Regions from separate parts of the Mus musculus genome. Here regions 2, 3, 4, 5, 6 and 7 are each linked to region 1. A link is a contact called in public HiChIP or PLAC-seq and promoter capture Hi-C data. All regions are on one chromosome and are shown on one strand. Each heading gives the region's core, a stretch centred on a gene start, on an enhancer-like site or on the middle of the called end of the contact. The rest is flanking DNA. Distances are from core to core; before and after follow the strand shown.

Region 1 (2,637 bases), core at 36-2,535:
TTTCATTCTCTTCTTCAAGTGGTGAGCCTTCTTCCGGCTCTGTGTCACCCTCTTCAATCTCCTTGGTTTCCACGTCTTCAGTAGGCTCTGAAGACTTATCTCCTTTCTCTGGCTTTAAAGAGAAGTCAGAGTCCCCTGCCAGTGTTTCCCCAGATTCAGTTTTGGAAGTAAGTGTTGGTTTTTGTCCTTTTTCAGTTGGCTGGACTTTGTCAGTCTTCGAAGTCTCCGTATCTGGGGAGATTTTGGAGGTGGGCTTGTCCAAATCAACTTTCGTGGACTTGCCAGAATCATCTTCTGTGGCCTTATTCGAACCAGCTTCTGTGGGCTTGCCAGAATCACCTCCTGTGGGCTTGCCAGAATTACCTCCTGTGGGCTTGCCTGAATCTTCTGTGGAGCTCTGATCAGACTTTTCCAGTTTGGGGTTGACTGGTGAGAGGGGCCGCGCAGTTTCGTTCAACTCGGCATCCGTTTTCTCGGGCTGCCTTCTGGAATCACCCAAACTGTGATCGGTCGCGGCGGTCCGCGGCCCAGATTCCGCCTTACTGGAAACTGCTGCCAAAGTCGTCTTGTCCTGGTCTTTTTTATCTGACTTCTGCCCCTGACCGTCGGTCGGCCTTGTAGTCTTTACCTGGTTAGAAGAAGGCAGGGGAGTGGAGGACTGTTTGGAAGGCTGATTCGGAGGATTCTGAGAGTCACCTGAGTCGGCGTCTCTCTTATAAACGGACGGCAGAGCTCCTGAAACAAACAGAAAAAACAAAAAACAAAAAACAGTAAGTCCTCGGAAGAAGAGAAGCGGGCTTGACTTCTGAGAGCCTAGCGGGGATGGCCGAATGGGAAAGCGGAGATGGCTAGAGCAGGGTCGGGCCAGACAAGAAAGACGCCGGCTCCCGTAGCGACCCACCAAGGTGAGGAATGGGGAACCTAAAGGGGAGAGTGAGCTGGGCTGGGGTGGGGGTCCTTACTCGCCACCGCGACACTCAGCAGGAGCAACGCAACCTGGAACCGCATCCTGCAGTCTGCGCTTCCGCCCTCTGATGACGTGAGAGCGGCGCACGAGATTTTCCCGAGCGTGGCCCCTCCCTTTCCGGCGGACTGTTTCTCTTCCGGCGCAGCCCCGCCTTAGGGGTGGGGCTACCGGGCGACAGCAGCCGTTGTCTGTGTGTTCCGGTAGAGTGCCGGAAGTCAAGTCCAGCTCTTTATTCCCCCCCAAGTCCCTTCTGTTTCTCAGCAGTCTGCGGGGCTCGGCGATCTCGTTCTTGTTCACTTGGCCTCGTTTTTCGGAAGCTGTTGCGACCGGCAGGTGCTGCGTCGCCTTCGCTGCTTATGATGTAGGGTCGTGGGGCCGGGCGCCTCTTTGTCGCATCCTCTGCTCGTGTTTCCAACCTCTCCGTTGCCGATGCTGCTTTCTCACTTCACAAACAAATGTACTCTCTTCAGCACTTGCCCATCTAGAAGCAAACACATTTCATCCTGATCCTAATCCCTTTCTTGGCTGTATCCAGGGCCCTCTGAATTTACCAAGGTTTTTGATTTCTTGTTTGTTCTTCTGAATTTCTATGTGTTTGAAACCATATTGCTATGTGGGCACCTGCTGCCTCCTGAGTGTTTGGGATTACAGGTGCCTCACCACGCCCCTGTTGGGCTATTTATTTATTTAAGAAATAAAATATCAAAGATTTACTATTTTTATTTGTGTATGTGTGTCTGCCACCTGTGTGTAGGTGCTCTTGGAGGCTAGATGAGGGCATCAGATGCCCTAGAGCTAGAGCTTCAAGCGTTTCAAACTCTGTGGGTGTTGGAAACTGAACTCTGTTCCTGTGGGAGAGCAACAAGCCCTGAGCCATCTCTCCAATCCAGGAAGTAAGGTACTTTGTTACTCAAACAGGAAGACCTTGAGTTTCTGATCTTCCTACTGGACTACTGGCTTGTGTCTCCAATTTATGTGGTACTAGCAATCAAATCGTGGTTCTATGCACACTAGACAAACACTCTTGTCTCATTCACCACATATATATTCTTTTTCTTTCCAAGACAGGGTTCTTCTGTTTAACAGAACTCGCTCTGTAGACCAGGCTAGCCTTGCAATCACAGAGATCCACCTACCTCTGCCTCTTGAGTGCTGGGGTTAAAGACATGCACCACCACACCACACAAGCAACACATTCTTTTTTTTTTTTTTAAGGTTTATTTTATTTATTATATGTGAGTACACTGTAGCTGTCACCAGACACTGGAAGAGGGAATCAGGTCTTGTTACAGATGATTGTGAGCCACCATATGGTTGCTGGGATTTGAGCTCAGTACCTCTGGAAGAGCAGTCAGTGGTGCTCTTAACTGCTGAGTTATCACTCCAGCCCAAGCAACACATTCTTATAATGCAAACAACAAAATAGAATTTTAAAAGAAATATACTTAAAAAAACTTTTTTTAGAGAGCCAGGTGATGGTGGGACACAACATTAGTCCCAGCACACAGGAGGCAGAGGCAGGCAAATCTCTGAATCAGGCCAGCCTGATCTACAGAGTGAGTTCCAGGATAGCCAGGGTTACACAGAGAAACTCTGTCTTGAAAAACAACAGCAACAGACATCTTTAGTGTCTAGGGAGATGGTTCAGTGCTTAAGAACACTGACTACTC
Region 2 (2,637 bases), core at 88-2,587, 250 kb after region 1:
ACATACTGTATGTTGTGTGTGTGTGTGTGGGGGGGGGGTTTGGGGGGCTGTGGGGACCAGAGGCCTACCTCAATGACCAATCTTTTTAAAGAAAGATTTATTTATTTTATTTATGAGTACAGTGTAGCTGTGTTCAGACACACAAGAAGGCATCTGATCCCATTACAGATGGTTGTAAGCCACCATGTGGTTGCTGGGATTTGAACTCAGGACTTCTGGAAGAGCAGTCAGTGCTCTTAACCACTGACTCATCTCTCCAGCCAGCCCCCTCCCCCTCTTTAAAAAAGACAAGGTCCTTGAATAAGCCAAGCAGTCTCTGCTTTCCCTCACCCTGACCCCAGCCCTAGGATTATCTTTTACATGTGCTAGTGAGTCAAACTCAGGTCCCTGTAGTTGTAAGGCAGACAGGCATTTTACCAAAACTGAGCCATCTCTCCAGCTTCCACCCCATGTAAAATTTAAAACATACATCACCGTGTATGGTTATATACATATGTGGAAAACATACTAAATCATGCCAGGTAAGAATTCAACACTAGCAGCAAAGGGGCTAACCTGAGTGAGTGGAAGAGCACGTGTGTGGCATGCAGAAGGCCCAAGGTTCAACCCACTACACCACAAACGACACAAGAGCACAATGTGTAGTCAGCTGTATGTGCAGTACTGTACTGGCTCCTATGGTTAAACTGTCTCATCAACACTGGGGTGGCACACTGCCTCATGTCAGCCTGGAGGAATTTTTAAGCCTTTGTCTTTTGTTCCACTGGTTGTTGTTTTTTTCTAGACAAGGTCTCACTCTGTAGCCCAGGCTGGCCTCAAACTCAGAGATCCTTCTGCCTCTGCCTACCATGTGCTGGGATTAAAGTGCTCAGAAACTTTGTTTCCGTAGTGGTGCAGGTGGAACCAGGCAACTAATTCTATGTTAGAGCAAAAGATGACTTTTACTGACAGGAGGACTGGTTTATAATGAGGCATAAGTGGGTAAAACAGTTGACCTGGCAAATGTATTCATTAAAACTGTGGTTGTGTGTTGTTTTGAGAACTGAATTCTGAAGCTCATACTTGTCTAACTCCTATAGAACCAGTCACGTCTCCAGGTCACTGAGTAGCTCCTCCACGAGCTGAGCTAGGCGCGCTAGGAAACCTAGGGTGTGCAGACTGCTTGAGCACAGGGCCAGCAGCTGCCCGCAGCTGAGGCTGCTCACATGCCTTTGCCAGCAAAAGGACCTAAAGTAAAACACAATCTGGATCCTTGATCCCCCCTCTCACTGGAGTGCCTTGACCTACTGTCAAAACTTTTAAACTGTGTGTTTGTTTTAAAAATGAAAGCAATGAGGGAAAGAGAAAAGCAGAAGTCCTTGATGTACTTGATACAAGCAGGCCACAGAAAACACACTGTTCACACACTGCTTTTAATGCTACTTGAGCTTAAAAAAATCTGCATATGCACTTGAGACCAGTTCTTGGTCAAGTTCCTTCTACTACATTACAAGAATATTTTTTCCTGGTCTGCTTTGGAGACATTTTACTTGATGTAGTCTCTCTCTCTGTCATGATTCTGTACAAAGCAGTCTCCCAATACTTGCTCTCTACAAAACACTCGAATTCGATGCCAATTCTTCCATGTTTTCTACACACACACCAAGTTATTGTAAAATGCACCATGCACACTGTCAACCATTGTCTTTCCTTCTAGGTTAAGTCATCGGAAATCTATCAGTCTTCTCAAACCCCACCTTCAACATTCTAGTGTTGACTACAGTTTCTTTACTGAGTTCAAATGAAGGAACGGAGGGCAGATGCAAACCTCTAGACAGAAGTAGGAGTGACTGATGCACAGACAGTGAGCACTCCGCTCATTTCCACTTTCTACACCAATTAAAAAGAAACTAACTAAGCAGTGGGTGATAGCACACATCTGAAACTGCAGCACACGGGGGTCCGGAAGAGAATCTCTCCACACTGAAAGGTGGGCCGAGGCACACCAGCATTCTCTTCTCTTAGGGCTGCCTCAGTGCCCTGCATCTGACACAGTAAGGGTATTCACAGTCGTAACAATGGGATGGGTATAAAAGCCACTAGCAGATACTGTTACTCACCCCGCCCCCCGCCCCGGGAGGGGGTTGGGGGACAGGCGCGACAATGATTATGACTCCAAATGCTCAGAATATCAAAGTTAGGAAACCCTGGCTGGGATCTGCCAGCTCAGTTCTCCAGATTCCTCAGACAGCTGCTTTCTCATCTGTTTGTCAACGGGAGGCCCAGAGAGGGAGGGAGAGAGGAAGAGGTGAGTATCTCTTTAGTAGCAGAGGTAAGGCCCTTTTCCACATTCCCTTTTCCACAATGTCTGTTGGTTTTCAATCTATGGGTCTCAACCCCTTTCAAAGGGGTCACCTAAGACCACTGGAAAACACAGTCTTTACATTACAATGCGTGACAGCAGCACAATCACAGCTATGAAGCAGCAATGAGACAATTTTATGGCTAGGGATCACAACAACACGAGGAACTGTAGTAAAGGGTCACAGCATTAGGAGGGCTGAGGACCCTGCACTGTCCTATGTAATAATTAATAGCAGTGGAAATGCATTGGTAGCTAGGTTGGCCTAGTGAGAGCTACCAATGAGGAGAGGACAC
Region 3 (2,637 bases), core at 85-2,584, 250 kb before region 1:
GAAGGGATGGACCGAGTACCTTACTTAGCCAGGGCAGAATGCAGTTGGAATGGAAGAGATGATGGCAGGGCATCTCAATCACAGTCTCCTCCGCCTCAAATTCCAAAAGGCACACGGGGCACTTGAGATCTTGAAGAGGAAGTGTCGATCAGGAGAGCAGTTAAGGCCCAACCCAACCTCCCACTCAGACACAGGCTTGGCCTAGAACACTAACAGGCCAGATTGTTGGTGGCTAGGGGGAGTCGGCAGGCAGGCAGGTCTGGCTTATCTGCCCTAAACAGAAAAAAAAAACAAAAAAGGCCTTGTGTCCTCACCAGCCTTGGCGCTACTGATGACTGTTCTAGGGAGGCTCTCCACCACAGCCTTGGCAGCTGGTGGGGGAAGGTGGTGTTCCCAATCTACCAATCCCAGGTCCTCAAAGTCCATCCTATTAAAGAGTGATCTGAGGGAGAAAGTATAAATCAGAACTAAGGAAATCATCTAGTTCCGGCCCCCATAATCCACTGGGAAATACCTGTCCTGGCTAAAATAGTAATAATAACGAATAGTGCACAAGAGCTCCTCAGTAGGGTGGGAGCCAGAGGTGGTGGCCCATGCATTTAGTCACAACACTTGGGAGGCTGTGAGTTCGAGGCCAGTCAGGGATACATAGTGAGATTGTCTCTAAGCAAAACACACACACACGAAACAAACCCACCAGCACAGCTCTCAATCAACCCCGGCTCGCTTTTCCCTTTTTCTTTCTACCTCCCAAGTAGTTGGATTAAAGGTGTGCACTATCACTCCAGGCAACTTTCCCATTTTACTAGAAATAGCAGTCTCAAAGAAGTCGTTCAGGAATAAGCCAAAGTTGATTCCAGGACAGCAGTGAGTTTCTCTCCTTGCTTATTACTAGCAAAACACTACCCAGTTTACACACTTGGGCACAGGCCGTGTCCGCCCCCATGACAATCTTGTCCCGTGCCTCCCTTTGCTACACCCACCCTTTCTATCTTCGTCTTTCCCACGATCCCCTGGCGGGCCCTACTCATTAATAGCCCAAATTAACGACTCCGACTCGACTAATCGCGTCGCCCTGACTAACATTATTTACCCCACCTCCCAGGTTAACCCGCCCTCTCCGCCAAACCCCAACCCAGAAACCTGCCGCCCGGGGCCCAGCTCCAAGCCCCGCGCACTCTTCTCGCGAGTTCCAGCAACATATTGTTGCGGGCCTCACGCTCAGGGTTCAACGGCTCGCAGTCGTGCTCATCAAAATAAGACGCCATGGCTCCTGGGCTGCCGGGCTTGTCTGACACAGCTTTAGGTTGCCGCTGGAGAGCCGAATCCAGCGCTGGCCAATAAGCGATCGAATTTCAAGAGGAGAGCCAATCAGAGTGCTCCTGGGGTGGGCATAGTGACTCGCACACAGAGGCGGAAGTACCGATGCAGCCGCCTCTCGTTGGTTGGATAAGTCAGGTGACCAAAGACTAAAGCCAATGGGGTTGGAGAAAGAGGAAATTCCGGGGACTTTTCGGAGCCAGGATCTGAGGGCTCTCGCCGGTTTCTAGAAGTGCCAGTCCAAGCCGGAAGTATCTCTACTGTGTCTCCTTGGCTGAGTTTACCTGCATGTTCCACCTACTCCCTGAAAGGAAAATTCCCACGCATTGATTATGTTTTATGCATAAAAATGGGTGAAGGGCCTGGAGAGATGGCTCAGCGCACCCAAGTTTTAGTCCCAGCACCCACTGGATGGCGCACAACACTATTTCCAGAGGGTCTGATGCTCTGCGGGCACCAGGCAAATAAGTGACAGACAGACAGACATGCAGCAAGACACCCACTCGTATTATAAATAAATAAAGCAATCGATGGTGCATGTCTTTAAGTCTGGCACTCAGGAGGCAGAGCCAGGTGTTTTTCTGTGAGTGGGAGGCCAGCCAAGGCTAAAAAGTTGAGACCTTGTCTCAATCAATAAAAATAAAAATTAAAACAAATAAATATAAACAATAAAAGAAGGAAAATAGACAAAACCATGCATGATTAGGAGTTCAACTTGGGCAGTTTACTGTAATTCCAGCTCCAGGTAATGCCTCTTTGCTCCTCCTCCCCGGTACCTACATTCACCTGACAAAGCACACATAGTTATAAAATAAATTTTTTTGAAATTTTTGAAAAGGGGGGGAGTGACCGCCAGAGGATTGCAAACTTAAGACCAGCGTGGGCTACATAGTAAAATCCTGTCTTTAAAAAAATTCAAAGGAGAGGCATATTCAGGAAAAGAGCATTCCATAAATACCTGATTGTAATTGTCTAGTACTGTAGTGCGGCACCTCAGAGGGGCCTTAGAGTTCATGCTGAGCATCTGCTCTACCACTGACCTGGGTCTCAGAAGTAGCTTGCCCAAAGTGAGTGCTGCTGACCCACCTAGCAGGGCAAAGTGCTATCCCCCCATCTTTCTCAGAAGAGGAAGATGATAATAAACCCAAGGAAGGTAACAAGTGCTTAGAGCTCTCAAGGTGGCATACACCCATCGTCTCAGAATTTAAGAGGCCACTGGGCTTTTAGGGAAACACTGCCTCTAACAAACAAACAAACAAACAAACAGTATTGTCTTAAGCCCTGTATGTTTGTTATCTTTTTGTCAACTTGACATAA
Region 4 (2,637 bases), core at 49-2,548, 230 kb after region 1:
AAAAAAAAAAAAAAAAAAAAAAAACTGCATTAGAGATGTTAAAAAAAAAAAAAAATCCTCTGAATGATGGTCAGGTTAATTCAACACCAAAGAAATTCGAGTGGCCAACAGTCTTGAAAATGCTTTATTGAAATGTGTGAGTTATGGTGCAGATGTGTCTGAAATGACCACAGCTGGAAAACGAACTTCTGAAACTTCTCAACAACCAATTAAAAAAAGAAAACCCCACCGGCCTTGACCTCTGGTGTACCAGGAGCCCAGCGAGGGCGGTTCCTTCAGAAGATTTCCATCAAAGACTAAAGAAAACAGCTACTGTATCTGGAAGCTGGTGGAGTCTCAAGTTTCCGAGGAGAAGCGACAGTTTTTTTAGACATGGAGGGTGACTTCTTTTTTTGGTAGATTTGGATGACCATGGACTTCACAGTTCTTGACAGCACCCAGGGGTGTTCAAGTCTGTATGCTTGTCATGAAAAACAGAGGGGAGGACAAGATGGCGGGAGAGAGAACCAACAGAGGACGGACGGCTCACAGGGAAGAGGGCCGGAGCCAGACATGATTAGATTAAGTCTCATAGAAATTGATCAGAAGCTGCGCATCTTTTTTAAAAGTTCTAAATTTACATTTCAAAAACTGCCCCACCCCCGCAGAGCCTCTGCCCCTCCCTGGAGCCAGTGTGAAACCTGGAGACAAACAGAAAGCACCCATCCTCCACACCCTAACTACCAAGGCAGCTCTACTTTTTTCTTTTTTCAACACACAGGATTGATAACATAGGCATATGGGTGGCATGAATCAATTAAAAAACTTTACTTTTTATGCCAGGAGGGGAAAAACAATAAATACAAGGTGCTAAAATAAGCATTAAGAATTTGGTTGGTAAGGTGTGGGAAGGCTCCCCTGATACTGATCTGTCTCAGCAAACCACACACACACATAAACGGCACAAAGTATGATTGAGGTGGTGAGATTTTAAAAAACAAGACAACATAATTCAGGTTAACTGCACTGAACAGTGAATAAATGAAATCCATCTACACCTGAATGAACATGTTTAACAATCAAAAAATTTTAAACAACCACAAAAAGTAAAAACTTCCAACAAACACAAACAGGATTTGTCTAAAGGGCACACAGTCGCCCTGCAGAGGACCCCGCCTTTACTGGTGTGTCTTCTGGTGAGACAAGAGACAGAGACAGGCTGGACTGGTTAACAGGGCGACAGGACAGTCATACAGTGGAGCGCTGTAGCTGGCTAGGCCCCCTGGGTTCCACTGCAGAGCTGGCTTTGTGCGTAGGAGGCACATGGATAAGGGTGAGTCAGGCAGACATTATTCAAAAGCTACTCTGCCAGTAACCATTGGATAACGCTGGGAAAGCTTTGGGCTTTGTATTTTATTTTTATTTTTAAATTTTATTTTTTTAAGTTTTACTCCTTGTATTTAATTTTTAAATAACAAGGCCACTGAAACTCATGCACGCTGCAAAAAACCTCATGCAGTAGTTAGGTAAACCATCCAAGCAGTTTTTATTCATTAATATTCATAAATACACACAGCAGCTTCATTAGAGATTTCAATTTTCCTCTTCAGTTTGAATGTGGAGTATTAGGAGAGCCTTTTGCATGTCAAGGTACAGGAAGCAGAGATCACCCTGCACTGCTACCTACATTTACCTGCTAGAAGTAAAAATTAGTTAAGTGGAAATGATTATCATATATATTTCTCTCTTCCTTTTGAATGTACACAATGTAACAAGAGTGACAGACCTGAAATTACAATCACCACACAAACCCAGGATAGCTGTTGTCCACTTTCATTGGCAAATACAGCACAGAGGACATTGTCTTCGAGTGGGGAGGTCATCAAAGAGGAGGTGGTGGAGGCTCATTTCCTTTATTACTCTCTTTTAAATTTAGGTTTTCTAAAGCAACATCTAAAGGCATAATATCTACACAGCCCATAGCACCAAAATCTGCCATCTCCCCCCGATCATCCTCATCTGAGGACGAGCTCTCTTCGCGCACTAACGTGGAAAGAAGGAGCTCCTGGACAAACAGGCTGCGGTCCGCACGCTCGCTCTCCATGGACTGGCGCTCTGCTTCAGACATTTTGGGATCATTCAACCTGTACAGGTAAAAAAGGAAAGACTGTATTGGTAAAAAGTCCATGAATAATGAACGGCGAGGCCAAGTTCTATAGTCTGCTTGGGACGCTTTGTTTGGTGACCTCAACACGTGAGTTATGTTCGGATAAATCTCCACACTGTGTTTCAAACCTGAGTTCAGTGGATTCGGTGAGGCTGAAAACAAAACAAAACAAATAAACAACCAAAACAAACGAGCAAACACAGAAACTAAACCATAGAGGCAGCCAGACTAGCTTTGGAGAAAATCCTGGTGGAAATTCCTCTGAAAAAACAAAACACAAAACAAAGCAAGCAAGCGACTGCTGCCTGCTGGAGGCTTGGGATCAGCAGAGCGGGCACTGATTCGAGTGCAGCTCTAAACCACTAAGGACCTTTCTCTTTCCCGCTGTACTCTTCCTGAATACAGGTATGCACAAAGACTCAAGAAAGCATTTTCTTTTACTCTTCCCCATTTCTTTTGGGGGGGCCAGGGTCTTCTTGGGTGGCCTGCAA
Region 5 (2,637 bases), core at 92-2,591, 200 kb before region 1:
GAGGAATTAGAGAAAGCACCCAAGGAACTAAAGGGAACTGCAACCCTATAGGTGGAACAACAATATGAACTAAGCAGTACCCCGGAGCTCTTGTCTCTAGCTGCATATGTATCAAAAGATGGCCTAGTCGGCCATCACTGCAAAGAGAGGCCCATTGGACTTGCAAACTTTATATGCCCCAGTACAGGGGAACGCCAGGGCCAAAAAGGGGGAGTGGGTGGGTAGGGGATTGGGGGGTGGGGTGGGTATGGGGAACTTTTGGTTTAGCATTGGAAATGTAAATGAGCTAAATACCTAATAAAAAATGGAAAAAAATTATTTATTTTGGGCTGGAGAGATGGCTCAGGGGTTAAGAGTACTGACTGCTCTTCTAAAGGTCCTGAGTTCAATTCCCGGCAACCACATGGTGGCTCACAACCATCCGTAACAAGATCTGGCGCCCTCTTCTGGAGTGTCTGAAGACAGCTACAGTGTAGTTACATATAATAAATAAATAAATCTTTTAAAAAATTATTTATTTTATGTATATAAGTATACTGTAGCTGCCTTCAGACACACCAGAAGAGGGCCTCGGATCCCATTACACATGGTTGTGAGCCACCATGTGGTTGCCGGGAATTGAACTCAGGATCAATGGAAGAGCAATCAGTGCTCTTAAATGCTGAGCCATCTCCCCAGCCCCTTCCAAGTGCGTCTTTAACTCCCCAACCCACATCTGCAGAAAAGTCTACCCTTTTGCACCTCGCGACTTTTTGGGAGGGGGTGCAGGGACGGGATGTTCAAACCTGGAGACTCCTGATGGGGTTCGGGAAGGACTCAATGAAATTAGGAAAGTATAATTCTTAGTTTTTAAATCCTAAAATGTGGGAGACAGAGGCAGAGTGGCAGAAGGATTGCTGGGAGTTCGAGGCTAGTTCGGTCTCAAAAGCAGGCATGGTGGTGAGTGTTTTTATTCCAGCACTCCAAAAGCAGAAGCAGGTGAATTTGAGGCCAGTCTGGTTTACATAAGCGAGAAAACTACAAAAAGAGATCCAATCTAAAAACAGCAAAGCAGGCGTCGAGATTGAAGTTCAAGTATGTGATGGGATAGCTAGTAGTATAGAGAGAGACACTTGTTCTGAAAACTGTCACTCCTTCCTCTCAATGCCAAAGTTAGATTTAGCAAGCGCCTGCGCTGCCCATCCCCAAAGGTCCTCATACCCACCCGGTCTCTGAGCTCAGGGCTCGGCTCAGGATCGCCCCGCCCACACTCCTAGCCCACGCCCCCTATGCTTCAGTGCGGGGCCGGGGGTTCCGGCCTTCACGACAGTGCGGGCGCTTTCCGGCCGTCCGCGCGAGTGCTTACGTGTCGAGGAGGCGGGGCCTAAGACAGCAAGTCTAAGTCTGGAGGTTCCACTGGGTCCGACCTGGCTGCAGAGAGGCTCACCTGTCCCTGCAGTCATGGCTGTGCACCGCGGCTCCGCACTGGTTGCTCCCGCCTCAGGTAGGCTGAGGGTTGGCGAGAGGCACGGTGGTCTTAGTGGGGAAGTGGCTTATTGAGAGAGATGGCGGTCTGTGTTGGAAGATCGTAGGAGAATCTTGGATGACCTGAGACTCAGAAGGTTGCAGGAGCTGGATCAGTGGAAGAACCCAGTGGGTGGAGGTCCTAGACTGTAGGGACTGCGGTTTTCCCACGCACTTTTTGACCCCAGGTCTTGGTTTGTAGATAAAGTACAGAAAAACAAGTCTGCACAGACATCAGGACTGAAACAGGGCAGCCGAATGGAGAAAATTTTAGGGTTTGAATGGACAGATTTATCTAGCTGGCAGAGTGTCGTGACCCTGCTTAACAAACCAACGGACCCTGCAAACCTGGCTGTCTTTCGTTTTCTCTTTGGTAAGTCCATTTTCTGGATGGGGACATTTTGGTTGAGGTGGTGGTGGTAGTGGTGGGAAAATGTCATCTTATTTCTTTTTAAGATTTATCATTATTTTGTTTATGTGTATGTATGTATGTGTTAGTTTGCTTTCTATTACTCTGATAAAAACACCATGATGAAAAGCAACCTGGAAAAGCATGAGTTCATTTCAGCTTACAGTTGTAGTCCATCTCGGAGAGAAGTCAGGGCAGGAATCTGGAGACCAGAACTGAAGAAGAGGCCATGGAGGAACCTTGTAGATGCTGGCTGGCTCCTCGTGGTTTGTTCAACCTGCTTTCTTCTACCAGTAGGGATCACCTGCCCAGGGTGGCACCATCCACAGTAGGCTGTGCCCTCTCACATAAATGCTTACGGGCCAATTTCTTCGAGGTATTTCCTTAGTTGAGGTCCTCTAGCTTGTTTTTAGGTGACGAAGATTAACCAGGGCAGTGTCTGTGTGATTGTAGGCCAGGCGTGTGCTTGCTTGTAGAAGCCAGAAGAGGGAGTTGGACCCCTTGGAGCTGGAGTTAAAGGTAGTTGCTGCCTGATATGGGTGATGGGGACTGAACTCTGTTCCTTTGGAAGATCAGTTGCAGGCTGGAGAGATGGCTCAGAGGTTAAGAGAGCATTGACTGCTCTTCCAGAAGTCTTGAGTTCAATTCCCAGCAACCACATGGTGGCTCACAACCATCTGTAATGGGATCCGATGCCCTCTTGGTGTGTCTGAAGGTAACTACGG
Region 6 (2,637 bases), core at 61-2,560, 190 kb after region 1:
TCTCAAGGCCAGCCTGGTCTACACGTACCTGGCAGGCCAGGGCTGCATAGATAGAACCTTTCTAAACAAACAAAGAAGCAAAACAAAACAATTTAATTGGTTATTATATATATATATTTTTTTAAAGATTTATTTATTTTATTATATTATATGTGAGTACACTGTAGCTGTCTTCAGACGCACCAGAAGAGGGAATCAGATCTTGTTATGGATGGTTGTGAGCCACCATGTGGTTGCTGGGATTTGAACTCAGGACCTTCGGAAGAGCAGTCGGTGCTCTTAACCACTGAGCCATCTCACCAGCCCCGGTTATTTTATATTATGCAAGATTAAAATCTTATTAAAAGAGGTGTGTGTGTGTCTGTCAGGCGGATCACTGAGTAGATAAATGTGCTTGCTGCTAAACCTGACAACCTGAGTTCAAACCCAGGACCCACGAGGTGAAAAGAGAGAACTCACACATGTTACTCTTTGGCTTCCACATCCTTCTGAGGCACACATGCCTATGCGCATGCGCACAACCTCACAGGCAGGCAGGTGCGCGTGAGACATACACACACACTACTGTAATTTGGAAAAGGAGGACAGTGAGATGGGTTACTTGGAAAAGGCACTCGCTGCCAAGCTTGACAACCTGAGTTTGATTCCTGGAAACTCCGTGGTAGAAGAGAAGAACCAATTCCAGCATGTATCCCCGAACCTCTATAGGCATGGGTAAATGCATGTCTCCAAAAAAACAAGTAGAAAATGTAACAAAAACATTAAAAAAAAAAGAAGAAGAAGAAGAAGAAGAGGAAGAGGAAGAGGAAGAGGAAGAGGAAGAGGAAGAGGAAGAAGAAGAAGAAGAAGAAGAAGAAGAAGAAGAAGAAGAAGAAGAAGAAGAAGAAGAAAGGCCCGGCGTGGTGGCACACGCCTCTAATCCCAGCACTTGGGAGGCAGAGGCAGGCAGATTTCTGAGTTCGAGGCCAGCCTGGTCTATAAAGTGAGCTCCAGGATAGCCAGGGCCATACAGAGGAACCCTGTCTCGAAAAACCAAAAAGGATCAAACCACTGAAGATGCGTCCCGGGCAGAGCCCTGCACTGAAGCCCCACACTGCAGTGTGTCTGTACAATGAGAGATGGCGTGTAATGTATGCCTTTTTCTCCACTGAAACCTAAAAGGAAGCCAGATGCCATGGCACATACCAGTACTCTCAGCATTTGGAAATTTGAGGCAGGAGAATTGCCACATATTCCAGACCAGCCTGGGCTAGAGAGTGAGACCTTGTCTCAAAGAGCCCAAGCCAACCAATTAAAGAACCATAAAACCTGTACTAAAGTGACTTTTTATGGAGGTGATTCATGGCTGCCCTTCTCAGACTGGCTGTGTGATGAACAACATAGCTCAAATGACTCCCCGGAGCTTGGTGGGTGTGAGTCTTCCTGCTTTTCACATGTGTAAGATCTTCCAAATTTGCTGTTTTGCGTGTGGTTCAGGGAACCCAACCCAGGGCCTGCACGTGTTAGGCAAATGCTTTATGACTGAGCTAGAGACCCAAGCTGGATCCATTTTTGAAATCTCTTGACTTTTCTATTCCTTTAGACAGTGTCTCATGTGTCCCAGGCTAGCCTCATACTCTATATGTAATCAAGAGTGACCCTGGACTTCTGATCCTCCGCTCCCACCTCCCTGAGGTCACAGGGTCTCTGCAGTGGTGGGAACGGAGTCAAGAGCTTCAGTTATACTGCCCAGGCCCTCTACCAGTTAAGCTATATTTCCAGCTTCATCCTTTTGTCTCTCTTTGTTGTTGTTGTTGTTTGTTTGTTTTGTTTTTAGAGACAGGGTTCCTCCATGTAGCCCTGGCTGTCGTAGAACTCTCCTTGTAGATCAGGTTAGCCTCAAAGTCAGAGATCTGCCCGCTTCTGCCTCTCTAGTGCTGAGATTAAAGACTTGTGCCACCACCACCTGGCATCTTTTTGTCTTTTTTAATAGAGAGCTTCATTTAGCCTAGGGTAATTTATAAACTATAGCTGTACACTAACAGCTGACAATGATCTTAAATTCCCGATCCTGCTGCTTCTGCCTCCTGAGTGCTGAAATGACAAGGGTGTACCTCCAGGCCTAACACTTGGTTCTATCTCAAAAATTTTCTTTTCTTTTCTTTTTTTAAAAAATATTGCCGGCAGTGGTGGCGCACGCCGGTAGGATTTGCTGAAGGAGGCAGAGGCAGGAGGATCACGAGTTCGAGGCCAGCCTGGGCTACACATTTGGGCTGGTGAGATGGCTCAGTGGGTAAGAGCACCCGACTGCTCTTCCAAAGGTCCGGAGTTCAAATCCCAGCAACCACATGGTGGCTCACAACCATCTGTAACAAGATCTGATGCCCTCTTCTGGTGTGTCTGAAGACAGCTACAGTGTACTTACATATAATAAATAAATAAATCTTTAAAAAAATATTTATTCATTTACTTTATGTATATGAGTACACCATTGCTCTCTTCAGACACACCAGAAGAGGGCATCAGATCCTATTACACATGGTTGTGAGCCACCATGTGGTTGCTGGGAATTGAACTCAGGACCTCTGGAAGAGCAGTCAGTGCTCTTAACCACTGAGCCATCTCTCCAACCCCAAAATATGTAGCCCAGGCTGACCT
Region 7 (2,637 bases), core at 81-2,580, 140 kb after region 1:
CTTCCAATGTCTATAAAACCTAAAAATGCATTCTTTCCTTGACAAGAAGACACAAAACTCATGACGCGCTGTCCCTAGGCAGGAAACTCCAAGGTCAGTCTCTGTCTCTGAGGTCACTCGACCTCTTTCCTGTAAGCAACTCCAGTGCGGTAGCCACAGCAGGGTCCACCATACCTGCTGCTCACCCGGCTTCCCCCGGCCCAGGGAAGGGACAAGTTTTCAGAGTCACTACTGGACGGGTCAACGGGTGTTACTTCTCTTTCTTGGCATACTCAGAACTAAGACCTATCTGACACAGAGGCAACTCTAGTGACAGAGGAGGAGGGGAAGAGGAAGGAGCGCACACACCCTCGCTTCGTGATTTAGCTGCAGAAGGCAAGCTGACAGGACAGACACCACACACTCTGGGAACCACGGTCGTTGAGATGGCGCACGCGCGCGTGCTCTGAAGCACAGGCATGGCCCTTTGCTCCTTAATCTGTTTGTTTTGTCTTCTATAGCCCAGGCTGGCCCCAAACTCATAAAGTAGACCATGGTAGCCTTGAACTCCTGATACCCTTTGTGTGTGTGTGTGTGTGTGTGTGTGTGTGTGTGTGTGTGTGTATACCACAACACCAAGAACATTTTTTAAAAAGAAAAGGAAATAATGAGGGTGGGCTTTGTGGTGCACATCTGTAATCCCAGCCATTTGAGAGGCACAGAATATCTCCAGGTTTCAGGCCAGCCCGAGGTACATAATGAGCCTGTGACTCAAGAAAGCAAAACAGAAATTATAGCAACAGCAATGACAAAAGACTAATAAAAATTAAAATTCCCAATCGCTCAATTTCTTTCTTTCTTCCTTTCTTTCTTATTTACTTATTTATTTGGGTACAAGGTCTCTCTATATAGCCCTAGCTGGCCTGGAACTCACTCTGTAGACCAGGCTGGCCCCAGACTCTCAGAGACCTGCCTGCCTCTGCCTCCCAAGTGCTGGGATTAAAGTGTGCCACCACTCCCAGCTCAATTTTCTTTTGAAGAAAATGCTAGACTTGGTACTTCTGAGAAGGAAGTCAATCTGTGGAAGATACTGACTCTGCCCAAGCCCAGACAGCGCAGCAGAGTGAGGGTAGTTCCCTCACATCCCAAGGTGGGGGTGGGGAGGGTACATGCAACAGACAAGTCGGCTCCCTGTTCCATAGCCTTGGCAACAAGGGCCCTCAGGATCTGCCATCCTCACTCTGAAGTGTTCTAGTCTGTCTCCTCTCCAAGCTCACCAAGGGCCCAAGTTGCAGTTGAAAGTGGACTTCAAAGTTTGCATTTGAAGGCTGCTTTCAACTGCATCAGCTCTCAGTAATAATACCACACCGGGGGGCCGCTCAGCAGGCCTGCCACAGTGGTAGAGTTCTCTCCCACAGACACACAGTGAAAGTATGAAGTCTAGCAAGTTGTTCTCTGACCTCCATGAGTGTTACCTCCATATGTACGTGTTCATGGGGGCGCGCGCGCACACACACACACACACACACACACACACACACACGAGTAAATAAATAGCAAATGGATAAATGCTTTTCTTTTTAATTAAAGAACAAACAAACTGCCCCTCATGCTGGCTGGCCTAGTTCCTGTCTTGGGGATCACAAATCACCTTTGCCTGCCGAGTTCCTCTGACCCCCACCTACCCAGACTCCGTCTCCTGGCTCACAGTCTGGCTAGATCCGGTAGCCGAAGAAACTTCGGTTTGCAGCAGATTGAGGCAATTACCAAAAGCCACAACTGGTCAAGCTGCACAGGACAACTGAGCTCCAGATGCCAGACCCCAGCAGTGTGTGACACTGACTCTGCAACTACAAAATCCCAACAACCGCGGTCACCTAAACAAGCCCTGAGCAGTGATAACACGGTGACAGGCACAGAAATGCAGATGAAGTTCTCACAAGGCTGCATGCACCCCTAGATGGAGAGCTGCAGGTATCAATGGCTGCCCAGAGCAAGAAGTCAGCCCTAAAATACAAAGGAGCCACCACACGAAATGAGTTCAGCAGGCTGTATTATAAACGTGTGCATGACAATAATTAAGGACTAGGGCATGAACTGGAGGAGAGAGACAGGGGTGGGAGGGCTTGAGGAACGGGAATGATGTAAATACAGTACTTGCGGAATTCTTAATAAACAAATTTAAGAGAAAAAAACCTCTGGCAACTAGGGAGATGGCTCCCTGAGTAATGTGCTTGCTGTTGCTACATCGGTGTGAGGCTAAGCAGGCAATGGTTGCCTACCTGTAATCCTGACCTGAAGGAAGAGGAGAGAAGATCCCCAGAGCAAGGATACCCAAGTGGGCAAACCCTTTGTTCAAGTGAGAGAGCTGCCTCGCTGTGGACATGGTGGAGAGTGACTGCAGGAAGACCCCTCCCCCCCAAGGCCAAAGCCTTTCTTCCACACACATGCATGCATACACACACAAACATGCATGCATTCACACCACACATACATGCATATAAAAGAGAGACACGGAGTTTTTCTTCCAATTCTGATCTTTCATTTAGGTCACAATGAGTTTAATTGTCTAACTATATCACTCAAGCAAAACCCAAACCACCAACTAACATCCTGATGGATGGTCGGTGCTCTTAGCATTCCAGGCTAATGACTCTG

The links. HiChIP or PLAC-seq counts read pairs in DNA pulled down with a chosen protein or histone mark. Capture Hi-C pulls out chosen DNA fragments and counts their contacts.
Region 2: an H3K4me3 HiChIP or PLAC-seq map of bone marrow-derived macrophages shows a contact between it and region 1, with 5 times the contacts expected there. The contact joins the enhancer-like site here to the promoter of Tgoln1 in region 1. A contact is called at or near these places in 10 of 39 promoter capture datasets (the HPC-7 cell line, the SN4741 cell line, cranial neural crest and 6 more), 1 of 15 datasets of contacts at CTCF or cohesin (the NIH/3T3 cell line), 18 of 115 datasets of contacts at active chromatin or transcription factors (the 230-238 cell line, the NIH/3T3 cell line, the SCID.adh cell line and 10 more) and 4 of 9 other capture datasets (adipose tissue, liver, macrophages and 1 more).
Region 3: a promoter capture Hi-C map of adipose tissue shows a contact between it and region 1. The contact joins the promoter of Rnf181 here to the promoter of Tgoln1 in region 1. A contact is called at or near these places in 18 of 39 promoter capture datasets (the 3T3-L1 cell line, the C10 cell line, HPC-7-derived erythroid cells and 11 more), 5 of 484 Hi-C or Micro-C datasets (CD4 T cells, CD8 T cells, the G1E-ER4 cell line and 2 more), 9 of 115 datasets of contacts at active chromatin or transcription factors (the SCID.adh cell line, bone marrow-derived macrophages, double positive thymocytes and 6 more) and 4 of 9 other capture datasets (adipose tissue, embryonic stem cells, liver and 1 more).
Region 4: an H3K4me3 HiChIP or PLAC-seq map of embryonic stem cells shows a contact between it and region 1, with 45 read pairs. The contact joins the enhancer-like site here to the promoter of Tgoln1 in region 1. A contact is called at or near these places in 15 of 39 promoter capture datasets (the 3T3-L1 cell line, the C10 cell line, the HPC-7 cell line and 10 more), 3 of 15 datasets of contacts at CTCF or cohesin (the NIH/3T3 cell line, embryonic stem cells and stem cell-derived epiblast-like cells), 17 of 484 Hi-C or Micro-C datasets (the HL-1 cell line, MC3T3-E1-derived osteoblasts, the N1E-115 cell line and 7 more), 25 of 115 datasets of contacts at active chromatin or transcription factors (the 230-238 cell line, the NIH/3T3 cell line, bone marrow-derived macrophages and 16 more) and 4 of 9 other capture datasets (adipose tissue, embryonic stem cells, liver and 1 more).
Region 5: a promoter capture Hi-C map of liver shows a contact between it and region 1. The contact joins the promoter of Ggcx here to the promoter of Tgoln1 in region 1. A contact is called at or near these places in 10 of 39 promoter capture datasets (cranial neural crest, embryonic stem cells, erythroid cells and 5 more), 2 of 15 datasets of contacts at CTCF or cohesin (the NIH/3T3 cell line and large pre-B cells), 7 of 484 Hi-C or Micro-C datasets (B cells, the C10 cell line, CD8 T cells and 3 more), 24 of 115 datasets of contacts at active chromatin or transcription factors (the 230-238 cell line, DN3 thymocytes, the NIH/3T3 cell line and 16 more) and 4 of 9 other capture datasets (adipose tissue, embryonic stem cells, liver and 1 more).
Region 6: an H3K4me3 HiChIP or PLAC-seq map of embryonic limb bud shows a contact between it and region 1, with 2.5 times the contacts expected there. The contact joins the enhancer-like site here to the promoter of Tgoln1 in region 1. A contact is called at or near these places in 22 of 39 promoter capture datasets (the 3T3-L1 cell line, 3T3-L1-derived adipocytes, the C10 cell line and 15 more), 1 of 15 datasets of contacts at CTCF or cohesin (the NIH/3T3 cell line), 11 of 484 Hi-C or Micro-C datasets (the 3T3-L1 cell line, 3T3-L1-derived adipocytes, the HL-1 cell line and 6 more), 28 of 115 datasets of contacts at active chromatin or transcription factors (the HL-1 cell line, the NIH/3T3 cell line, the SCID.adh cell line and 19 more) and 3 of 9 other capture datasets (adipose tissue, liver and pancreatic islet).
Region 7: a contact with region 1 is called in an H3K4me3 HiChIP or PLAC-seq map of embryonic stem cells, with 16 read pairs. The contact joins the enhancer-like site here to the promoter of Tgoln1 in region 1. A contact is called at or near these places in 4 of 39 promoter capture datasets (the 3T3-L1 cell line, cranial neural crest, liver and 1 more), 1 of 484 Hi-C or Micro-C datasets (liver), 9 of 115 datasets of contacts at active chromatin or transcription factors (the 230-238 cell line, craniofacial prominence, embryonic stem cells and 4 more) and 2 of 9 other capture datasets (adipose tissue and liver).

The regions. Positions count from the first base shown.
Region 1 is chr6:72,615,715-72,618,351 of GRCm38.p6, forward strand. It overlaps Tgoln1 (trans-golgi network protein), which reads right to left and starts at 1,286. Exons shown (of 4, transcript NM_009443.3): 1 at 963-1,286; 2 at 1-735. The coding sequence starts at 1,008.
Region 2 is chr6:72,867,639-72,870,275 of GRCm38.p6, forward strand. All of the region lies in intron 1 of Kcmf1 (potassium channel modulatory factor 1), which reads right to left. Among named protein-coding and RNA genes, the nearest start is that of Kcmf1, 31 kb to the right of the region's middle. Within about 2 kb of position 1,338, at least 67 of the 459 cell types and tissues checked have an H3K27ac peak or open chromatin away from gene starts, as enhancers often do. A contact at or near this core is called in the HPC-7 cell line, adipose tissue, bone marrow-derived macrophages and 3 more, where this site is marked.
Region 3 is chr6:72,361,098-72,363,734 of GRCm38.p6, forward strand. Rnf181 (ring finger protein 181) reads right to left here and starts at 1,335. Exons shown (of 5, transcript NM_025607.4): 1 at 1,144-1,335; 2 at 315-442; 3 at 20-129. The coding sequence starts at 1,268.
Region 4 is chr6:72,841,008-72,843,644 of GRCm38.p6, forward strand. Kcmf1 (potassium channel modulatory factor 1) reads right to left here. Exons shown (of 7, transcript NM_019715.2): 7 at 107-2,123. The coding sequence ends at 1,862. Among named protein-coding and RNA genes, the nearest start is that of Tcf7l1, 53 kb to the left of the region's middle. Within about 2 kb of position 1,299, at least 13 of the 459 cell types and tissues checked have an H3K27ac peak or open chromatin away from gene starts, as enhancers often do. A contact at or near this core is called in embryonic stem cells, where this site is marked.
Region 5 is chr6:72,412,967-72,415,603 of GRCm38.p6, forward strand. Ggcx (gamma-glutamyl carboxylase) reads left to right here and starts at 1,342. Exons shown (of 15, transcript NM_019802.5): 1 at 1,342-1,483; 2 at 1,706-1,876. The coding sequence starts at 1,441.
Region 6 is chr6:72,804,806-72,807,442 of GRCm38.p6, forward strand. No RefSeq gene overlaps it. Among named protein-coding and RNA genes, the nearest start is that of Tcf7l1, 17 kb to the left of the region's middle. Within about 2 kb of position 1,311, at least 18 of the 459 cell types and tissues checked have an H3K27ac peak or open chromatin away from gene starts, as enhancers often do. A contact at or near this core is called in embryonic limb bud, where this site is marked.
Region 7 is chr6:72,752,696-72,755,332 of GRCm38.p6, forward strand. The region is part of intron 3 of Tcf7l1 (transcription factor 7 like 1 (T cell specific, HMG box)); the gene reads right to left. Among named protein-coding and RNA genes, the nearest start is that of Gm31249, 14 kb to the left of the region's middle. Within about 2 kb of position 1,331, at least 22 of the 459 cell types and tissues checked have an H3K27ac peak or open chromatin away from gene starts, as enhancers often do. A contact at or near this core is called in embryonic stem cells and liver, where this site is marked.